2 separate regions of the Gossypium hirsutum genome follow, and region 2 is linked to region 1. The links are chromatin contacts, called in public Hi-C maps. All regions are on one chromosome and are shown on one strand. Each heading gives the region's core, a stretch centred on a gene start, on an enhancer-like site or on the middle of the called end of the contact. The rest is flanking DNA. Distances are from core to core; before and after follow the strand shown.

Evidence for each region. Hi-C and Micro-C count contacts between places; a contact is called where the count stands out from the background.
Region 2: a contact with region 1 is called in a Hi-C map of leaf, with 2.1 times the contacts expected there. The contact joins the promoter of LOC107951930 here to the enhancer-like site in region 1. A contact is called at or near these places in 2 of 34 Hi-C or Micro-C datasets (hypocotyl and leaf).

The regions. Positions count from the first base shown.
Region 1 is chrA02:81,677,456-81,685,329 of Gossypium_hirsutum_v2.1, reverse strand. LOC121213786 (cytochrome P450 89A2) reads right to left here and starts at 5,892. Exons shown (of 1, transcript XM_041086889.1): 1 at 3,947-5,892. The coding sequence starts at 5,610. The coding sequence ends at 4,072. Within about 2 kb of position 3,244, at least 7 of the 9 cell types and tissues checked have an H3K27ac peak or open chromatin away from gene starts, as enhancers often do. A contact at or near this core is called in leaf, where this site is marked.
Region 2 is chrA02:82,327,536-82,335,409 of Gossypium_hirsutum_v2.1, reverse strand. LOC107951930 (protein FLX-like 3) reads right to left here and starts at 3,326. Exons shown (of 7, transcript XM_016887114.2): 1 at 3,023-3,326; 2 at 2,819-2,894; 3 at 1,543-1,594; 4 at 1,063-1,540; 5 at 769-914; 6 at 75-151. The coding sequence starts at 1,588.

The sequences.
Region 1 (7,874 bases), core at 1,995-4,494:
GAGAAAATAAACCCAAGTGCATCTGCTATACACATCCACAAAGGAGACATAGTAAAGAAATCCATTGGACTTAACATGTGAAGGACCCCAAACATCAGTTGTTACTAGTTCAAAAGGTGAAGAATACACTATTCGAGAGGAGCTGAAAGGCAACTTATGAGCTTTGCCTAATTGACAAGCTGAACAAACAGAAGTAATACTATTTTTATTGAACTGAATATTACAATCTTGTAAAGCAACTCTAAGGACACTCGAGCAAGGATGTCCAAATCTTTGATTCCACAACTCCAGGAGTGATAATTGTTGTGCTATACACAGATTCGCTGAGACTGGCTATGAGGATGTACCATCTGTACGAGAAGATGAGCCAAAAAAATTGAACTGATATAGACCGTTATGTATACAGCCCACTAGGAGGGTTTTCCTTGTCTGTATATCCTTCACAAAACACAAGAAAGGATGAAATTCAAAGTAAATCATTATCTCTTATAAACTGCCCAACAGACATTAAACTCTTGCATACAGTTGGTACATGAAGAACAGTTCGTAGGCGCAAAAGTCTAGACCCAGCCAACATACTAGTGTTTCCAACATTAGAAATAGGAACTGAAACACCATTCCCCATCGACACATATTTCATACCTGTATAAGGAACAACATTTGTGAAAGCAGTCACATTTGGAGTAACATGGTTTGTCACGCCAAAATCTGGATACCATACTTGGTTAGTATTATCAGCAAATGAGGTCCGTGAAGGCTGATGAGAACACGATGACGGTGGCTGATAACAAGAACTACACCCATGAGAACAAGAAGATGCGCCTTAATCTCCAACTTGATGATAGTTGACAGAAACAGTCTGACTAAAGTTAACACCAAAATAGTTTTCATCAAATCTGTGATAGCAAGTCTAGACTAAATGTCCAATTTTCCCAAATAATTGGCATTGGGGCCAGGAACGAGACCAACCACGACCATTCGTATGGCCCCTGGTTCGAGACCAACCATGACCATGCCCTCCATAACTTGGTTTATATTCCTGTTGATAAGTCCCTAAAGATTCGGTATGCTTCGAACTTTCAATACCACTTTGTTTTTTATGAGACACCATATTTGCTTGCGGAGGTACCTCTGTTAAACTATCCAGTTGTCGTGTCTCACAATCAAGTAACAGTTCAGTTAAGAGATCTACTGACATAGGAGTAGTCGAGGCTAGGATGCGAATAGATTCATATTCCATAGCGAGAACAATACTGACCTGCTCTTGCTCAGGTACAGGACTTCCAGCAGCAACTAGACTGTCACTTAAGCTCTTTACTTTGGCCAAATAATCTTTTACTGAAAGATTTTCTTTCTCGATGGAATACAAAGCATGCCGCATGCTAGAGATCTTGACTGTAGATTTAGCACCAAATCGTCGTTCAATAGCTGTCCAGATTTCAAAACTTGCTTTGGCCATCGTGAGATGCATCAAGACATCATCGGTTACTGTAGAAAGAAGCCAGGAAGCCAGGAATTTGTCCTGCTTCTTATGAAGAAAAAATAAAAGATTAGAAACAACCTGTCTATTAGGTCCAGGAAGAACAAAAGGCGGACTGGTAACTGTACCAAGAACAAACCCATCAACTTCATAACCCTCAAGAATCAACAATATTTGATGCTTCCACAGTAGGTAGTTGCGTTCACTGAGTTTGACTGTATCATGCTTAGAGAAATACTGAACATAAAGAAACATTGCTCTGACTTTGGGAAGGAAACACTCCTTCAGTGTTGGAAGAATGCCGCGGTGTATCACTAGGAGGAGAATCGTCAGTAGCCATGAACAAATGAAATCAAGAAGAGAACAAAAAAAAATTATGGCTCTTGATACCATGTCAAGATATTAACACATGGGAGTGAAAACCTCAATAAACTGACTTACTTTCATTAGTGAATCATGCAGGTATTTAATACAAGATGGAAGGACGTACTAACAAACTATTAGTAACTAGCTAACTAACTGACTGCTAACCCTTTCTCCTATCAGTGGCTCACCTGGGTTTTTGCTCAGAACACTTCTTCCCAATGTAGATTATTTTGCTGTGCACTGTAGGCAATCTGGGGAGAAAAGAATGCTAGAATGCATGAGAAAGTAAGCAGAACTGGGAAAGAAATAGCGAGCTTTACCAACAGTTATAACACAGAACTAAATGGGGTTGAAAAAAGAACCCCTAAAATTTCACAGGAAGTTAGAAAATGGAAGTACCCACCTGGTCAGTCAGTAAAAATCAATTTTGATAGAGCATACGATGGGCGACTTTGTCAATCGGCTTCGGGGATTGTGGCCAGAAATAGCGAAAAGAATGTTCTTCTAGTGTGCTCAGTGATTCATCAAGAAGTGGCCTCAGCCTTCGTTGCTGAGGCACTCACTTACCGCAAAGTAGCCCAAATAGGAATAGACATGCAATAGCCAAAGATCATTATAGAAGGCGACTTATTATCAATAATCAAAAAGTGCAAGGCAAAAATACAAGATAAATCACATGTAGGAGCATATATACATGATATTCAATAGATAACGTCTAAATCTAGAAACTTCAGGTTTGAATATATCCCAAGAACAGCAAACGGTTTAGCCCATACATTAGCAACTGAATCGTTGAAGAAGAAGGAGGAGATATACCTGTTTGAGAGTGTCCCTGGATATGCTGAAAGTCAGAAAGAATATGATAGAGTGCGAGAATCAGATTGAAACTGGATGGAAAAGAAGAGGAATAAAGGAAAGTTGGAAACGAGTAGATCAATGGTTTAGGTGATAAAAGCTTTCCTTGGAAATCTGAAACCGTCATTAAGAAGAAATGGCAGATTGATAGACAAGACGGACATCAGAATTCTCTGATTGGGCAAAATAACGATGATAATTATGAGCTTCTAGACTATTCCTAATTTATTTTCTTTTCTAATATTTCTTTTAATCTGTGCCATTTTTTAAATTTTGGGCCTTATCTTCTGTTTTGTTCTATTATTTGTTTTTGGACTTTGTGTTTTATTTTTTATTTATATTTTAATAAATCTATTATTAATTTAAAAAAGATGATCACTAAAAATCAATATGACAGAGAAAGTATATTTTAGGGGTGTAAAAATATATTGTGGTTAAGTATAAAAAAAATATATAATTAAATGCGGAAATTAGTTTGGCAATCAGTCAAATGATGTAAATGCGTTCGGGAGGCTTTTATTTTAACGACAGCATAGAGAGCGACACATGACCTCCGCCACTTTGCACAAAGCGACGATAACAATGACTAACCCTAGTAGTAAATCGTAAATACGAATTACCTTATTTTCCATTAAGTAAAATACATGGTCGGGATCGGTTTGAAAAATAAAAAGTTTTGAATAAAAATATAAGTTTAAAATATAGACTTGAGTAAAAAGGATAAGACTAGTTTAGAAAACAGGTCGAGCTTCGCGTAAGTTTTTTTTGCCTGAGTTCAACCTGAGTTTTTAAAAGAAAAAGTATTTGTTATTTTCTTCTTGTTTTTTTAATATTTTCTCATTGTTTTGCTATAATTTAACTATTATTGTTACTATTTTACTGTTGTTTAGATATCGTATAATTTTTATTTTATTGTTAATTTTATTACTATTTTAAAAGTATTTATTTATTAAGTTACACCTATATTAATATTATTTAAGTATAAAAAATTTTAAATATATTTTTAATTTATTAAAAAGATATTTATTTTAATATTTTTAATGTATTATATTTTTATAAAAATAATATAAAAAATTAATTCAAACAGACTAAATCAAATCTAAACTTTAATATTTTTATTCGAACTAAATTTAAGTAAAATTTTAAATCTATTTTTCAATTTAATTTATAAAATAGATTTAAAATTTTATCAATAACGGACCCGGCCAGCAATGGAAAGTTGTACGTGTAAGCTATTATTCCATATAATAATAATAAGCTGGATTCATTGAAGTGAAAAGATATTAACATAGAGAATCGTGTCTGAGAAAGATACGGAACACGCATACATCACTATATGTACCTCATTTCTAAATTTAAGTATAGAAACATCAAGACCTTATCTCTTTCCTTGGTGAAATGTGGGCCATCAATGGAGTCTTCATCACCACTGTGAACTCTTGCTTCTCTTCCAAGCTGATCTCATCTCCATCCATTGCCTTCCATTCAAATTTCCAGATCAAATTTGCCACAAAATACTCCAGATGAAGAAGGGCTAAGCCAAATCCAGGACAAATTCTTCTGCCAACACCGAAAGGCATCATCTTGATTTCCCTACTCCCTGTTATATCAAACATTTGTTCATTTCTCATGAACCTCTCTGGCTTAAATGCCATGGGATCCTCCCACACCTTTGGATCCCACCCCATCTCTGCCACCATGAAATTGATAGTTCCATTCTTGGGAACCAAATAGTCTCCCAGCACAGTGTCTTCTGTCACACAATGAGGAAGCACAAAATGCCCTGGTGGGTGCCTTCTTAGCCCTTCCAATATCACTGCTTTCAGATAAGGCATCTTTTGTAAATCATCTTCTTTGATTTCCTCTCCATCTCCCACAACCCCTTTAATTTCAAGAAATAACTTATCTTGAATATGAGGGTATTTCACCAAATTTGCCATAACCCATTGCAAAGCAGTGGAGGTAGTATCAGTACCAGCATTAAGGAATTCAGAGGCCAAACTAAAAATTTCTCCTTCAGTAAGTTTCCTTTTCTCTTCTGGTAACTCCAAATCCAATAAAGTATCAACGTATGCCAAAACATAATCATCGCTTTTCTTATCACTCAATTTCTCCTCTTTAGCTTTCTTTCTTGCTCTTATCAATGGTATCAGCACATCCTCTTGATCTTTACGTCGCTGAAAAAACTCCTGCCATCGCTTACGAAGCAAAACCTTGGTCACCTTAGGCCAAAAGTTAAGTATATTGAACCTTTCCAACCCCAGCAGCCCTCTTCGCACAACATCCTCGATCTTTTTTATCTGCTCCTGACTAAGCTTGTCACCAAAGCACATTAAAACCAGTAAACAAAACATAGCATATTGAAAATGAGTTAAAACCTGAACTGGTTCTCCGGTTTTAGCCTTTGATTGCAAAATATCAAAAAGAATGTCCAAAACCCATTTACGTGCATGAGAATACGACTTGATACGCGAAGGATGGAGAATTTCTGATGTCAGGTTCCGCCGCAAAACCCGCCAGTTCGGTCCATACGGGGCGGAGCTGATGTTGTGTTGGTTGCTACTCATGATTTTGCTAATAGGAAGAGCTTTGGGGCGGTCGGAAAACAGTGAACCGCTTTGGACTAACGCCTGGTGAGCAAGGGAACGATCGGAGACAAAGATGGAGGGGCGAGGACCAATGTGGAGAGTGACCATGGAACCATACTTTTTGCGAAGGTTGCGGAGTATTGGCTCGATTTCGAAGAAAGATTTGCGGAGAAATAAGAAGTTGCCAATGATAGGGAAAGTGGAAGGGCCTGGAGGGAGAGTGTGGGTAAGCTTTTTGGGAGGAGAGAAGAGGTTGAAGAAGGCTTTGAGAATAATGGAAATGGAGAAAGCGACGAGGAGGATGAAGAACCAAGATTCCATTTGGGTATAGTAGAGTGACGGAGTAGACGAAAGAGAAAATAGTGTTTGAGTTTATAAGGCTGCCTATCTTCCATCTTTGTTTATTTTGTGGTTGTGGATTGTCAACAAACAAACGAAATTACTTTCATTGCTTTTAAAATACTGAAAAGGATTTTCCTATCAAAATAATTCATTAGCTTATTTTTAGAAATATGCTGAATATAAAAAAAATTGAGGAAGTATGCTTTTTTTTTTAATTTACCGATTTTTATTGTTTTTTGAAAGAATAAGAAAAACGCATCCTATAATATACATTTTCCTTTTAATGATAACTATTTCAATGGTAACTTTTTCAATAATTACAAGGGCCCATTAGTCATAATTTTTTCCAATATAAACATCTCTAAATTTCATTCTTATTAACTCAATCCCCATTTCTCATTTCTCAATTATTTTTTTAAATCTTTCTCTAAATCTTATTCTTTTCGATTTTATTTTATTCCTTATAATTTGTAAAATGGCAAATCAGTTTATTTGTCTAGATGACAAGCATATATCTGGCTTTCAATTACAAATAGTAAGAAAATATTATTAAATTATTTAATTTTAAATAATTAATTATTATGTTGTTAACATTATTAATTTTTTATGTTTATATACTCAAGCCGAAGATCGGATTTCGGAGACGTACATAAACAATTTAAGTGAAGCTACATCGGAGGTCATTTATGATCATTTGCGAGATGCAGGATTTTTTTACGTGGCTCACATGCTTGAGGGGACTAAATTGGATTCGCTACCTATTAATGGTTTGGTCAAAAGATGGAGTCTAGAGACACACACATTCCATCTTCCCTGTGATAAGTGTACAATTACACTCAAAGAAGTTAGTTTACAACTCTGTCTACTGATCGATGGGGAAGTCGTTACGGGGTTAATGCTTAGTGTCGGTTGTAGTGCAACATGCGAGAAACTACTAGAGAAAGTGTCGAACAAGTTTAGGGGTAGTCGGATTGAGATGAGATGGTTGGAGGACAAGTTCAAAACTATCGAGCATTTCGCGAGTAACGTTGAAAAGAACAACCCGCGCGCGCATTCATCTTAAGGTTGATTAGGGGTCTACTTTATGCCAAATAAATCTTGAAATCTGGTACATTTAAAGTGGCTACTACTACTAGCCAACTTGAAAGAAGCGGGGCGACTTAGTTGGGGATCAGCAATGCTGTCGACATTGTATCGAGAAATGTGTCAAGCGATGAAACCAAAAAAGTTAAAATCAGTTGTTGCATGCTCCTTTTTTAATCGTGGGCATGATATCGACTACCATTTTTATGCCCCTCGAGTGGACCCCTTTATGAATTCTCACTTGTAATATGGTAAAATTCATTTGATAATATTATTATCGTTTTAATTTTTCATTGTTGTAATTTTGAATTAACATATTATTTTAATAAAGGAAACAACTGTGCGAGACACAACGAAATACCAACCGAGCTCGAGGATATCTGACTAGCTTTAGATCAACAAACCAAAGAGAAGGTTAGTTTATGAATTTCAAAGTTATCAGTTTCTTATTCAAGCATTTGAAATTAAATATTGGGCACGTGCTAAAATTTATAAATTTTTACTATAGTTTCTTTGGATGCAAATTTTTACTGCGATTTGTTTGGATATCATATGCAGATCCGAGGATTCATGAATACGTCCCGACTAAATTTTTGGCCAATTGCAACATCTGGCACGTCAAAATGTCATTAATCATTTTTGCAACAGTCGAGATGAACAGATTCGATCGAGTGATGTAGTAGTTTGCGTGTATGCAATGTATCCCGCCGCCACCCTAAGAGTTCGATAACTTGCACAATATCAACTTGCAAGGGAGACTTTAGGAAGATTAGCCAACATTCCACTAGAAGTATATCAAGATTTGGCAGTGTAGGTGCGATTACTTGCCAACACGTGAACCATTTCTCAACCCGGAGTTGGTGACATCTCCAGATTACATGGATTGGTTCAAGCATAATGGCAAGTCGTATCTACTACCAGCTTCAGAAAGGAATAGGCAATGTCGTCTTAAGATGCCAAGACCAGGGCCCATCAATCCTAGGTCAGGAGAACATGTCGCGAGGGGATCAACATCTGCTCTAGCTCTACACGAGGACCTGCTTGCAGTGCAACCTCTCGGTCAGTATAGTTCACATATGTTTTTGTGCTAACCCAGTTTATTTTACACAAGTAACACAACACGTTCAATCTTTCCCTACATCAACCCCTTCAGCATCAAT
Region 2 (7,874 bases), core at 2,077-4,576, 650 kb before region 1:
AAAAAATCACAATCCTAATTTAATAGCTTTATGGTCAAACAAAAAAAACCAAACAAGTAGATGAGCACAAATACCAGATGAGCCCCATATCCTTCATATGAAGCTGGAAAAGCGCCCTCTGAACTGTTGAATTTCATCCCATACGGTGCACCTGGAGCAATCATTCATTAAGCAACTGAGATTAGAAGCAACTTTAAATAAATGATCTCCAGAGTCGATATAAACTAATACATTATTTTATCAACTCTAGACAAGGAGAGAACAAGGGAGGAGGGAACATAGTTTCTATAGAATCAACCATGACAAAATCCAGGTAACATCAATGCAGGTTAAATGGTGTCTACAAGAGAACCCAGCCATTTGAACTTCAGACTTTTCACTTTTAAGGTCCCACCTACAGAACTTCAGGATCGAAAAGAAGAGAGGAGGCTGGAGGTTGAGCATTTACGAGATGAGTGAGGACCTATGTTTGTGTAGTAAACCATCCATTGGATCCCCAGAAAGATATGAAGGACCAATTAACACTTGAGAACTTTTCTCACAGATATAATCCATCATGTACAATTGGGCTTGGTAGGAAAGGGTCAAAATCCTATCAGAATAGCGACAGGAAAAAGAGAAATCCAGGATGCAAAAAGGTGTGGAACATGGACTGAGCCAAAGGACTGAAAACTAATTAAAATCAAGCACATTTAACGACCACCATCATGCTACTCAAGTTTGAAAAAGAAACCTCGACCAGATAGACAAAAGAGAGATGGGTCAAACCTGCAGCCCATGGTCTAGCATCCACACTAGAAAGTTCTGCACGTAGCTTTTCAACTTCACGTGCCATGGAGACCATGTTCTTCTCCATTGCTTGTCTCTGTTCCATCAGCTCAATGTTTGCCTTTTTTTCATAATCAATAGCAGTCCTATGAAATAAAATTTGAAGTTTGCATTTGAATATATGATCGGATAGATAATGAGTGATGCTGCAAACTAAATGCTCAATGGAAAAGAAGTTCTCTTATTCTTTTAAAGAATTCAAAATAGAAGGGTAAAAATGATTCAGCCACATACCTTGCACGCATCAACTCCTGGTGCAAGCCATCAACTTCTGCTCTGAGAATAGGAATCTGCTGATTATCAGCTTGCAGCCGAGTAATATCCTTCTTGAGAGTCTGAACCTGGCCAGTTAGATCCTGATTAACGTTATTCAGTTTCTGAACTTCTGAGCGGAGTTGCATAGCCTCTTTTTTCAGTGGCTCAGTTGCACGAAGATCTGCCTCCAGTTTCAAGCCTTTTTCAATAAGTCCCCTTGAATGCAGTTCCTGTTCTGCACGAATTTCACCAATGACAAGATTCAAACGATGAATTTCCTCCTTTGCAGCCACAAGCTCTTGTTGTATAGCCATTCGATCTTCTACCAGCCTGTGGTTATCAGTCAAAAGCTTTCGAATTTCAGCATGCTGCATTTCAAGTTCTTCCTCCAACAACGCAGGATGAGGTGGCTGTGGCAGAGGAGGACCACGAAAGAACGGCCTCTCGGGGGGAATCCACGCCGGTCATTGAAGGCTTCACGAGGAACGCGGTTTCTCCCAGCCATTTTAAACTATTTTGGGAAAATGTAACAGAACAGAATAATTTTTAAGTCAGCTTTTATGAATACTAGAAGCACTTTATAGTCAATTATTATGAATACGGTACTGATGACAGAATCATATACTCGAAAAGTTCATACAGAACCTGCTGATCAGAGTCTTAGTAAAATTATGTGACAGTAGCCACACATAAGTGGCAACTGGATCAAAAAGATCTTCCATAATTAGTACCCAGATGATAAAAGATGCAGCTCAACTGAATCACGCATAAAACCATTGAGCAGAACTAAGATGAATCATACATACTACCAGGAAACAGAAGCAACAAAGTCCAGAACTTTATCCACTTCCCTAAGTTTCAATTAAGAGTGTGAATTACAAACCTTTTCTGAACCATCAGATCCCCTAATTCAACCTTAATTTCCCATAACAAAACATACTCAACATCATGTTCAAACTCTAATGATGCGATAAAATTGATGGCTGCAACTACTAGCAGGGCAATGAGTGGAGCACACAGGAAGAAAGGACAACAGAATTGCCAAGGGCGCTGGGAAACACAGAACTAGAAATAGAAGAAAACGACAAGAGAATACAACTGTTACGAGGTCTGAAGTAGCAAATTATAATTAGTTAGTCCAGCTGTTACTTGCCAAATGACACATTGTCCTCCACCTGTTACTTGCCAAATGACGCATTGTCCTTGCTCCCTTCTATTTGGAAATTCAGATACGACATCATCTAACGTGTGCTCATATAGGACAGTGATGTAATGAGCTCATTATGAATGAAGAATAGCTTTTTCTTCCTCTAAATTCTTTCCTATTTCTGGTCTTTCTCTTCTCTTTTTCCTTCCAACTACCTAACATCGTATCAAACTACATGTCACTGTTCTGTGACATATAGCAGACATTCAACAACCAAGCTGCCATTGTTGTTGATTGGGCCTATCCATTCCAAAAAAACACTGAAAACCCTAAATTTTGCATCAAATACGCACATTAAAAACACTTAAAACCTTATTCCACTTAAACCAACTTGGAATTTGCATTCATCCATTTCCAATTCCATATTAGCTTCTCTTTTATCAACTTTTGCATCAAAATATATAACATAAATACACATGCACCCAAAAAAAATACAAGGAAAATCAAATCCAAAAATTCACATAAATTACCAAATAAAACCGAAATTCCCAAAGCAAATAGTTAAAAAGTTTAAATTCCTCTGCTGACCAGAGCAGATTCGGCTACTAATGATTAGATTGAGGAAGATTTTCTACTTTTGTGCTCCTCTTTTACACTGTTTTGCCTGCGAAAAAAACCCAGGTAATCAGGCAAAAAGTTATCCGAGAATCTGAGGCTGAAGTTTCGGTTTTCAATATTCATGAAATAGTAATCAAATTAAAAAAGAATAAAAAAATAGGCGTTGATTCAAACCTTCGGGCAAGGATATGAATGATAAACTAGGGTTTGTGAGATGGGACTTGGTTGAAATATCAGAAAAGCATTTTTTTTTTTTTTTGCAGGTGATGTTCTTCTAAGAAAAGTTAAGAGGAAAAATAGGGAGTAGATGAATGAAAATTGAAGATTTAAGATCGAAGAGAAGGCTTAGCTGTGTGCTGAATATTGTTGGCCAAGGATGCAATAGCACTAAAATTAAATTATAGGACGTTCGGAACTAAACCGACCGCTTCCGCCACTAACTCTTCATTCAATCAGTTTCATTTAGAGGTGGGTTATACTACGTACAATTTAGAGGTATATTATACTAATACTGCAGGCTGGAATAAAAAGTAAGTTATACATATCCAAACCCACACTTACATATGAAATATATATATTTATTTAAATATAATAATAATAAAATATATAATTTGAATTTAATTAATAATAATCCAGTAGGCTAAATTAACTATATATGACAATTTTTTTATTTGTCTTTTTAGGTCATTTCTTTAATTTAAAGAAATAGGTCATTTTTTAGAAAGAAAAGGAAAGTGCATCCAGCTAGTCATGCTTTCTATACAGTTGGCGGGAAAGCTCACCCAGCTAGACGCGTTTTCCTGCCACATGTACAGAAAGGTCGCCTAACTAGACGCGCTTTCCCATTCTCTCTCCCAAGGTTAGGGTTTTTAAATTTTGTTAGGTTTATGAGGTTAGGTATTTTTAAGGGTTTAAGGTTTGGGTTCAATGGTGAAATCGCAAAAGTTTATAAGTAGATTTGAGGGGTTGAGGATGTGATAACGCTTCTTAGAAGACATACATTATATATGTCATGGCGGACTAGGACCATTACCTCAGAAACTCATCTTGAGGAAATTAGATTTTGGGGTGACAGTGCTTAATAAGATCATAGGTCGAAGTTTAGGTGGAGGTTTCAGTCCGCGGCCATGATGTAGTAACAAGCTCGAGTATAACCAGGGGCCAATTGATGGTCATTATGCGGTCACAAATTCAAGCTTTTTAGATACCTGCAAATGATGCCTTATATAGTAAAATTGAAGTCATAATCATAGGGGAAAATGGAGTGATTTTTGATGTAATCAACATAATTTTTTTCTTTATTTCCAGCAGTTGATATCTTTAACCTTCCATTTTTATCCAAAGGCTGACACCGAGGTGGACACAAAAGGGTTCTTAGGCGAAAAATAGATGTTCTAGCATAGTAGATGTCAAACTCGGGTCAATGCGACAGTGGTTGTAGTTATTAATGGCTTGTTTAATAACAACGATCGTTGTCACCTCGAAAAGAGCATCACCTTTACTGCACTACAACAGCCACTCCCCACTTGAAAGTCCTCCTAGGTCCATGACGATGTTGGCCTTCGGAAAAGAAAAAATGTTAAAGGTACTGGCTGCCTAAAAATGGAGAAAAAAATTACGCCGATTATAGCGGGAAGCCTCATAGTTTTTCCTAATGATTATGCCCTCAAATTTCCATATTGTATTTATAACGCAACATTTCCGGGTATCCAAAAATTTTAAGCTCGTGGTCGCGTAACGAAGGTCAACCGACTCACCCGTTATACCCCAATCCATGACCATATAATGACCATCACTTGAGACCTCTACACAGACTTCCATCCTTGATTGTACAAAGAAAAATCACCCCAGAACCTAACTTCCCCAGGATAGGCTTCAGATGTAATGGTCTCATCTCGGATCACATTACCGACGACTCAAGAATACCTCAAACTATCCAAATTTTATCAACGAATGAAATTTTTAACATTGAGAAATGATGTATAGTGAATGGATAGAGAGGTTGGAGGAGAAGATGTTTGAGGGATAATGAAGTATGGAGTGAAAGACTCATTTTATAAATGTGGGGGTAGGGTGGGATTGTAAAGGAGAAAATTCCCATGATCAAAGATGCATCGCAGGATAGCGTCTTCGATGAATATATTCAAAATGTACTTTAAATCTATTGAAAAATTCGAGGGGTCAAGTACTTTTATTTTTTAGAGAAGAAAAATGTTAGAGAAGGCTCGTCCATCTGGGTGCGCTTCCCTCCTTCTCTAACACTTTTCTTCTCTAAAAAATAAAAATGTCTAACCCTGAGAATATTTCTAAATATTTAAAGCATGTTATGAGCCACAAAATACCCTAATAATGAAATTATATGACTTTTAAGGCGCCGTAACAGCCCGATTTAGATCCTAGTCGAAATAGTAGTTTCAGGACCACAAATCTAAGTCAAAAAAATATTTTAATATTATTTTCTGTGATTATAATATGTGAATTGATATTTGTGAGAGTTTGGTGTAAAAATTTTATCGTTTGTGTGCCGATTTGATAAAAAGGACTTAATCACGTAAAATGTGAAAGTGGCTAGCTATTTGTTAAAAGACCTCAATTGCTATGGTTTATTAGAGGTAAGGTCCTTGTGTTGTAAATGGACCATTGGTTTAATGAATGAACAAGTATGGACAATAATTAGTGGAATTTTTAATGAAATAGCTAAGGTTAATTTTGTAATTTATGTATTAAGTCATGATTAAGTAAAACAAAAGTAAAAGATGAATGTGTTCATCTTATTCTTGCCGAAAATATCAAAGAAAAAGAAATAACAAAAGCTTTTAGGGTTTGGCTAGGAAATTTGAAGATTAAGGTATGTAATTTGATTCGTTTTTGATAATTTCTACGTTTTTGTGATCGTTGTTAAGTGTTCTAGCTAGCCCATGCTTAAATTCATGAAATTGTTGATAATTTGATAAGAATCCATTGATGAATTCATGATTTTTGTGATGTTAAATGATGAAATATGAAAGCCTAGTGCTTGATATACATGTTTTGTAAAGTGATTTTAAGTAAAAATGCATATTAGGGACTAATTTGTAAAAATGATATTTTGAGGGACTAAAATGTGAAATAAATGAAACATATGGGCTTACATGGACACCATATATATTCGGATAAGAAAGTGTGTATGGAAATTTTGTGTATTTTATGATTTTGTGAATTAGGGATTAAAGTGTCAAAATATGAAAATATGAGGGCTAATTTGTAAAATGCCCTAAATATGTGTATATGGATTGAATTGAATGTTTTTTGAATAAAAGGGTTAATTTTGAATACATATAGATCAAGAAATGAGAAATTCGGACCTAGATCGAGGCAAAAACAAAGTGCTCGATTGATCGACTAATATCATCGTCTCTACGTCTGAGGTAAATTCGTGCATAATACATTTGGTTTAAACAATGTTTATATATGATGGAATGTATGGAAATGAGATGGTGAAGCTTGAGTACGTGAAATACGGATTGATTATATGCGGCACTAAGTGTGCGAATAATGAAATAGCTACGGCTATTAAAATGGCACTGAGTGTGCGATATTAAAACAGAGTTGACTGAATAAGTGGCATAATGTGTGCGATACCAATATAAATTCGGTTTAATGTAACGCCACTAAGTGTGAAAAATTATTATAGCTTCAGCTAATCAATTGGCACTAAGTGTGCGAGTTCTTTGAACGTTAAAGCATGATCGAATGGCTTAGTGCATCGAGTATTGAAGTGATAAATATGATAGATAAAAAGGTGATGGATCAGGTATGTACGAAACCTATGTGGTTGATGATATTAGGTATGAAGTAGATGAAATGAGTTGGATTGAATAGCATTATGAATGCTAATTATAAGCTTAAATATGTGGTATGAAAGTAAGATATAATCGTGAATAAGAATGAGTAATGTGATGAGTTTTATTAATTGTTGATTAGTTGATTGAATCATAATTGATTGATGAGTTAAATGTGTTATATCATGAACTTACTAAGCTTTAAATCTTACTGTGTGAAATGTTCTCTGTTTTATAGTGTTATAAAGCTAGCTCGGATTTGGGGATCGTCAGCGACATTAATCACAGTATCGGACATCTATTTTGGTACCGTTTTGAGAGTTGTATATATGGTATATGGCATGTATAGGCTAGTGTCATTTTGGTATGTTTTATGTTGTGAATATTAGCCATGAGTTTTGGCTTGTAGATGTTGATATGTATGGCCTCTTAAGTTGGCCTAAATGGTGTGTTTGCTAAGTAAGTTATATGATGCATATATTACTTATGTGATGGTTTAATTGTGAAATGTTGAAATGGTAAATTTGTGGTATGAAATAGATGATAAAATGATTTTGATATATTTTGGTTGCAGAATTGAGTAGTGAATTGGATGGTATTTGGATGTTATGGAATATGTATAAAATGGTTGATTTGGTTGCCTATAAATGATGCAAAAAATGTTGTGGTTTTGGTGTGTTTGAGATGGGTGGAAAATGTGGCTTAAACCAAGCCCAATTTCACCCCACACGGTTGAGCACACGGGCATGTGTCTCGATCGTGTGCCTACTGTAATTTAGTTATACAAGTCAGTCTCGAGCACGGCCTAGACACATGGGCGTGTCTAGTGGTCGTGTGAGGCACACAACCTTGGCAAATAAGTGTGTGTGGTCATTTCGAAGGGCACACGGGGTAGATACACGGGCGTGTGGTTAGCCGTGTGACCTAAGTCAGTTTCGACCACGGCTAAAGCACACGAGCGTGTCTTAAGACCTTGTGGTGAAGTCAGTATGTATGCCCTGTTTTGCCACGGCCTTGACAGGAGCGTGTCTAATGCCGTATGAGGCACGCAGTCTGCTCACACGGGCGTGTGACCTTTATAACTTTGAAAAATTTTTAAGTTTCGAAAAATTTTGTATAAGCTCAGTTTAGTCCCGACTCCTTTCTTTGGACAACTGTCTACTTATTTTTTTACTTCTGCTCATCCAGTTCATAACTGATATTGA